2 separate regions of the Hordeum vulgare genome follow, and region 1 is linked to region 2. A link is a contact called in public Hi-C data. All regions are on one chromosome and are shown on one strand. The core of a region is the stretch at or near the end of the contact, and the rest is flanking DNA. Distances in the headings are between cores, read along the strand shown.

Region 1 (3,708 bases), core at 769-3,268, 280 kb before region 2:
GCAGAAATTAAAGGACATTTCTCAATTAATATTTGAGGCCTCCACGCGTAAGAATTGGAAAGTTCGTGTTGCCCTCAACAGGAATGCTTGGATTCTTAAGATTCGTCCTAACAGTGTTGTCTACCGTGAGCACATCCGCCAATTCTTCATTCTTTGGATGCTTGCGCCTCAACTACGCCTGGATGAGCATACCGACAATGACATTATATGAAAGCATGTCAATGATGGGCTATACCCCGCTGCCACGACATACAAGGCCTAGCTCCTTGGATTGACACTTTCTCCCATGGACTTCAGTATCTGGAAGGCTTGGGCCCCTCCCAAGATTAAGTTCATCTCTTGGTTGGCTATCTAACACCGGATTTGGACCGTCGACGGACTCGAACGTCGCGGTTGGGAAATTTTCAGACTTTTCCCTCTTTATAGAAGAGAAAAGAGATGGGCACACACTTATTCTACAAAATGTTGCTACTCCATTCGGTTATGGAACTCGTTCCTCCAGAAATTCAACCTCGCCCACATGGACACACCCGCTTGGCATTTGGATGGTTCCATTTTGAAATGGTGGAACAAGCGGACCGGCCTGCAGAATCCCACTTGATGTGCCTTGGCCTCCCTTATAATGCTTGTTTCCTGTACAATCTGAATCGAGCGTAACGCTAGAGTGTTCCGTCACACGAGTGCACCGCCTAAAATCCTCTTGCTATCTATGATCGACGATGCCAAGATTTGTGTTATTGCGGTGCTAAGAAGCTAGGGTGTATTGTTGTGCGCGAGTAGTTCTCATGTCGCGAGCGTGGACCTTTTGTAACACTCTAAAACTCTTCTCTCTTATTTAATGAATGAGGCAACTATTTTGCCTTCATTTCAGAAAAAAAAATGAGCCTAAATATGTTCAAGATTTTTCTTTGCGAGGGCTAAATGTGTTCACACTAATGGTTCAGATAATCAAACTTGGCCACTATGTATTTAAGGATGTATGCCCCAATTATACTGCACGCAATGATGTCGGCCACGGCGATGGATATAGAACGGAGACTGGCTGAGGAATACATTTGTAGACTGATGAAGGTATGACAAAGGACAACAAGTATAAGGAATCATCCCTTGGGTTCAGTTTTGTTTTGTTTGAGTCGTTTGCAGGTTCAGGAGCTTTGCTGGAGAGATTATGGGCTTGTTTTTCTCTAGAGCAGGGTTTTTTTAGATAGTAGAGAGCTTCCACGCCTATTGTGTTGGGTGTGATGGGCTAAACTTTGTACTTTCAATTCGGGCTTAATTCTTTTGACATGATTCTCGGGTAGGAGAAAGGCCGAGGCGGATTCGAATCCGCAACGGAGGGTTCAGTGCACCACTCGATAACCATCCCAACCAATTCATCTTCTATGATCATGTACATTTTCTCTCCTCTTTTGTTCTTTTCTTTCTCCTTTTCTTTTTTTCTTCCTTTTTTTCTTTTTCTGTTTATTCTTTTCTTTTAAAAAATCTAATTTGGTGAAAAAGGTTCATTGGTTTTATGAAGTTTTTTTCAACATTGATGAACTTTTTCAAAACTCGATCAACTGTTTTTAAAATTTGATAAACTTTTGTTTTCAAATTCAATGATAATTTTTTCCAAATTTGATAAAAAAATGTCTTAAATTCGATGAAATTTTTCCAAAATTGAGGAACTTAATTTTAATTTGATGATTTTTTGCAAATCCAATGACTTTTTTCAAATTATATAAAATATTTTTCAAGTTCATGAATTTTTAGAAAAATCATTGTATTGTTTTTCAAAATCAACGAACTTTTACATATTTGTGTACTTTTCTGAATTCAAAAACCAAAGGGAGGGGGTTTTCCTCAACCAGCAGCACAATACAGTCGTAAAAAACGTGAGCGAGTTGACGAGTCGAACCAAGCGGGATTGAAGCAAGGGGGCGATGGATTAATAGACGGTCCGTGAAGGGAGGCCGTGTGGAAGCCGGTTGCTCCCAGTCGCGCTTAAAGCGCCACTTAGGAGCTCACGAGCAGATGGGTTGGGTCGCTACTATGTATCGCACGTGCCATGTTACAATGGGTTTGTCCCGGTCCACTATGGCAGCCGCGAGCTAGCGTACGTCCGACCTTCAGCGCTAGTAATAGAATAGGAGAAAATAACGGCTTGCATAGATTCGATCCAAGGTCGTCCGGGTTGCTGCGCTACTCGTGCCATGCTACAATGGGTTTGTTCCAGTGCATTATGACTTGACAGCCACGAGCTAGCGTACGTCCGACCTTCTTTTGTGTGGTGACTATTTTCACGCTTTGCGCGAGATGGAAGGAATCTCTCAGATAAAGGAGATACCGTAACGCCTAGCGCTAGTAATAAAATAGGAGAAAACAAGGGCTCGCATGGATTCGATCCATGGTCACCCGGGTTGGGTCGTTACTATATATCGCACATGCCATGCTACAATGGGTTTCTCCCAGTTCACTATGACAGCCACGAGCTAGGGTACGCCCGACCTTCTTTTGCGCGGCAACTATTTTCATGCTTTACGCGAGATGGAAGGAATCCCTCGGATAAAGGAGATACCGTAACGCACAGTGCTAGATTTTGTCATCTTTTTTTCACTTTTTTTGGTCCCCTTTTTATGTAAAGTTCTATTCTCCTTTTTTTGCACTTGTTTCTTTGTTCTTATTTTTACGTTTTCTTCCTTATTTTGTTTCTTTTTTATTCTATATTCTTATATACATGATCAATATTTTTTAAAAACTTGTTCAACAATTTTTTTATGCATGATCAACATTGTTTCAAATACTTGTTTAACATTTTCCACATACATGTTCAACATTGTTTTATACATGATCAATAATTTTAAAAATAACTTTTCAACATTTTTAAATACTTGTTCATCATTTTTCTAATACTTGGTCAACATTTTTTTATACATGAACAATATTTTTGCAATTACTTGCTTAACTTTTTTCAAATACTTGTCCAATAATTTTTTGTATGCACATTCAACATTTTTTAAATGCATGATTTGAATTTTTGTAAATATTATACAAAATATTATTTTCTACTCCCTTCATCCTAAAATATGTGACTCGAAAGTGACTCAACTTTATACTAAAATTAGTATAAAATCGAGTCATTTTTGAATCACTTATATTGGAACGGAGGCATTAATATATATGTTTTGATTATTTGAAAGTGTAAACAAAAAATAAAAATAGAAATAGAAACAAGAAAAAGAACAAACAAGAAAAGGAGGCAATGTAGTACCTGCGAACCTAGGCCAGCCCATATCCTCGCGCCCTTAAGCGAGTCGGAAGCCTCGACTCGGTGAACGCAAGACATAACACTGCCCCTTTTTCGGGGAGCTCCTACCTGCTGCTTCGTTGCCGCAGGAAGTTCCTTGCACGCACATGGTGGTCGCCCCGACTAGGCCGACCCATTTTTTGATCTCACAAAAGTCTGATAACTAAATTTTTTCCTTTTTTTGGTTTTTTTTCCTTTTCTTGTTATTTCCTTTCTTTTTTCTTTTTCGGCACTTTTTTCTTTTCTTTTCGAATTTGAAGCAAAACCATTTTTCGAAATTATATTTTTTTGAAATGCCACAGCACTTTTTTTAATTTGTGAACAAAGTTTTGAAATTTGAACATTTTTAAGAAGCAAGAAATATTTTCGAAATTTAAGAACATGAACTTAGTTATAAAATTGAACAAATTTTTGATATTTCG
Region 2 (3,602 bases), core at 539-3,038:
AAGAACTGCAGAACACATAGCATAGAGAGCAATGAAAAACTTGGCAGCTGCTATACAAGCCTATAGGATCAGAACTCCCTAGTTTAAACCAATGTCTAAGAGGCACCATGTGTGAGCACACTCACCTGAGGGACCTGAGTAGTTTTACCACAGCCTGTTTCTCCGCACAGAATTACCACTGAATTTTCATAGATAGCTTCCATTATTTCCTGCTCCATCATTATTATTGGGAGATCCCTTCTCGCCTTCTCAACCTCATGTGGTCTTGACACATGCACAACAATGGGAGGATTGAAGCACTCCTGTACAGCGGCTTCACCTTGTTGTGGCTCTTTATCCTAACAAAAACAACAGAACGATAATGATTCAGTTAAGTCAGAACATGGCGCCAGCTTTCTGATGAGCAGGTGAAAACTGAGATGAATATATTTCAGATGTGGACCAGTCACCTGCAAATCAGTCTCTTCATCAGAGCAACTTGGCACAGATGAACGAACTGTCTGATGTACCGAAATGTCATCATCATCATTAATCTCTTCAGTTTTTTGTTCCAGAATGCTCTGGTGCGTCAAAATGTCAGCATCATCATTAACTTCTTCAGTTTTCTGTTTCAGAATGCTAAGGCCGATACCCATGTTAGGCTTCACTGCATCACTCTCATGGTTCTTAGGTTCACTACCAGGATGATAAGGTTTCGCGGCCTCAACAAACTTCACGGGGAAAGTTTCCTGCGCAGCTTCACTTTTTTCAGGAACTGCAACTTCTTTCTGATCAGTGTTTTTCTTAAATAGCGAAAGTTCTTCAGGGACATCCAAACCAGCCTTTGATAACTGCATGGCACGCCTACGTTTTTCTTTCGTAGTGACAGCCTGCGGTGTAACAGAACACAATGAGAGAAACAATTATACATTACATTCCTAAAGTAACCAATCTAGGTGTTACATATAGATCCACCGTACTTGACCAATAGACCCCGAAGTGTGCAGCAGGGAATATGCATCATCGGCGATCCTGTGCTTCCTATTGCGCAGGGCCATTATCATACACAATCGCCAGATAGAAATACAAGCCACCACAGAAAATAGACAACATAAGTTTTAAGACATACTGCAAAGTCTCGATGCTTTGAGCTTGCAGCGCCTTCTTTTGTTTGTCCTCCTGCGAACAGTTAGGCCGGCATCAATATACACTGATAGAAACACCAAAGCTGGCTCGCAGCAGCAGAAGTCCCAACCTCCAATTTCTGCAGCTTTTTCAGCTGAGTCTTGCTCATCTTAGCGTCTTCCTTGGTCTTGTTCTTCTTGCCATCCTGGCAATTCAGAAGCTCACACAATCATATACTACCATCTGGCCAGAAGGAAAGCCAAGACACGGGGAGCAGATAAAATGTACCCATTTATTACCTTGCCTTTCCCCTGCGATTTGTTCTTCCTCTTGCAGGGCAAGATCAGCGCGTTGCTATCCTCCTCCTCGTCCATGCTCGAACCGCGACCTGGTAGGAGCATCAGAAACCGCGGACACAGCGCGCCACGTACGCGAGTAAGGGCGAACCGAGCTAAGGCGGCCGGAAACTCACCTTGCAGCTTAGCTGTCGGCTGTCGCCGCCGCCGTCTGCGAGGGGCTGAGCCGCGTGGAGATTGGGGCTTAGCCGCAGCACTCTGCAGGGCGCTGGAACGTAGACCCAGAGGCTAGACGGAGGAGGGAGGGGGCGGAGTCTGCGGAGGAGGGCACAGGGGATGGCGGCGCCGGCGCGGGTATGGCGTAAATGCCTATCGATGGAGGAAGACGAACTAGGGCCGTGTTGGGCTTAAGTGTCGCGGAGCGGAGGCAGGAGGACCAGTGGGCTAGAGGGCCATAAGGGCCCACTAGCCCACGAGCATTGCTCTCTCTCTCTGCCTCTCTGGTCAGTTGTCTCCTCCGCCTTCCGGTTCCGGTCAGAGACGAGACGACGACGGCCCCTGCCTCGTCCACCCCCTGAGCCTCAGATCGCCGCCGCGTCCGCCATGGCGGCCGGCTCCGCGGCTCCCCTCCTCGGGGCCGTCGCCTGCGCCGTACTCGTGCTCCTCGCCCCCGCCGTCTCCGGTGAGTTGGTCCTCCGTGCCCCTCGCCTCATCCAAAACCCTCGTTCTCAAAACAAAAGCAAAAGTAACCCTCGCCTAATCGTTGTGCGTATGTCGACTAAAGAATTGGGTTCAGTCGAGGCGATCTCACGCTCCCTTGGAGCCTTCTGTTCGGTGGTGCTAAGCTTCTAGGATGAATCCGCATAGGGATTATTAGGTCGTCCGTCTCAACCTGTAGGTGAGCCAAGTAGGGGTCCTTGTTAGCTAGTTGTAAGCTTTGGCAAGCTGCTGCTGTGCTTATTAACTGATCCTGGATTGGTAGTGGCTTACATATGTGTCCGCGGCTTCTGCTATCTCAGTTCTGGTAGTGTTGCTTGAGCTAGACTACACTAGAGCCACACTTCGCATTTGTAAGGGGAATGCATGGTGGTGATGCCTTACAACTGCAAACGTTTGAGTTTGATCTGAGTTGCAGATCATGATTCTGGTACTGTCTTGGTGGAATGAGACCGTGTGCTGTTACGACAGGCGATTTAGTTACGAAACTAGTATGGTTGCTTTTACATGCTTGCATACTTTTTTGCTCGTGTCATGTGAATAGCTTGGAGATAGGTTTGCAAAACAGTGTGATAAGTTCTGGCTTCTCTTTGGCTAGTAGCTCTGTTAAATTCCTTTTCTCTTCACTTGCTGTACTGTAGCAAAGAGGTTAATGTTGCCTTTATGTTTTTCTAGGAGATGCTGCTACACTGGAGTCTGTTCCAGATCTTGTGAAGGCAATGTATGTAAACATTGAAAGCTTCCCTTGTGTGAGGCTGCTGAATCTTTCTGGTGAAATCGGCTGCTCTAGTGAGTATCTTTGTTTGCCTTAATGCTGTATGCGTATAGAATGTATGTGATGTTCTGTGACCATAACAATCTTCAACAAGTCTGTGTTGTGAAGTGTAATTTGTTCTCAGTGTTTCTTTTATGTAATCAGATCCTGGGCATGGCCTGGTTATTGCACCGATTGTAAGATTCAAAAACAGCAATGACCAGTTGGCTGAACCGTCTGCAGTTCTTCTTCCCTTAGATCAGATGCCAGCTTTCTTTCTGAGGTATAAGATCCGATTGTTGAAATCCTGTGTTAGATAATTGTAGATGTTCTTATAGTGTTTGTGCATACCGGTGAAAAATGAAGTTTTGAAGCTTTCGTGTTTCTCTTTCTTGATGGGACATCAGAGATACTGAAGTTACATAATATTTGTGATTTTATTTCATCTCTGTATTGCCCTTGACATGTTGAGAGATGGTAACATTTGGTAGTTTGTATGTTGTTGTGCAGGGTATCCAATGATCCAGAACTTTACCATAAGGTTGCCGGTGTACTAGTTGAATCAAATGGTGACAAGTTACTAGGTCAGTGGAAATATCTCCCTATTTTTAGTGTGCTCTTTGTACGTCTTGTTGCCTTATCACCAAGAAAATGTACTGTTTCTGACTGTAGAGTTATCACCGGATAGAAAATTTCCACAAGGGGATTTTGCACCATACTCAAATGTCAGC

What was found. A called contact is a pair of places that touch in the nucleus more often than the background predicts.
Region 1: a contact with region 2 is called in a Hi-C map of seedling, with 2.7 times the contacts expected there. The contact joins the enhancer-like site here to the promoter of LOC123401906 in region 2. A contact is called at or near these places in 3 of 6 Hi-C or Micro-C datasets (leaf and seedling).

What each region holds. Positions count from the first base shown.
Region 1 is chr6H:496,518,246-496,521,953 of MorexV3_pseudomolecules_assembly, reverse strand. No RefSeq gene overlaps it. Among protein-coding and RNA genes, the nearest start is that of LOC123403643, 76 kb to the left of the region's middle. Within about 2 kb of position 2,018, at least 2 of the 3 cell types and tissues checked have open chromatin away from gene starts, as enhancers often do. A contact at or near this core is called in seedling, where this site is marked.
Region 2 is chr6H:496,240,194-496,243,795 of MorexV3_pseudomolecules_assembly, reverse strand. LOC123401906 (ATP-dependent RNA helicase DEAH13-like) reads right to left here and starts at 1,788. Exons shown (of 14, transcript XM_045095768.1): 1 at 1,577-1,788; 2 at 1,404-1,492; 3 at 1,235-1,309; 4 at 1,109-1,158; 5 at 960-1,020; 6 at 450-869; 7 at 126-338; 8 at 1-5. The coding sequence starts at 1,478. It overlaps LOC123401908 (nicastrin), which reads left to right and starts at 1,923. Exons shown (of 16, transcript XM_045095771.1): 1 at 1,923-2,082; 2 at 2,793-2,906; 3 at 3,037-3,154; 4 at 3,382-3,455; 5 at 3,544-3,602. The coding sequence starts at 2,004.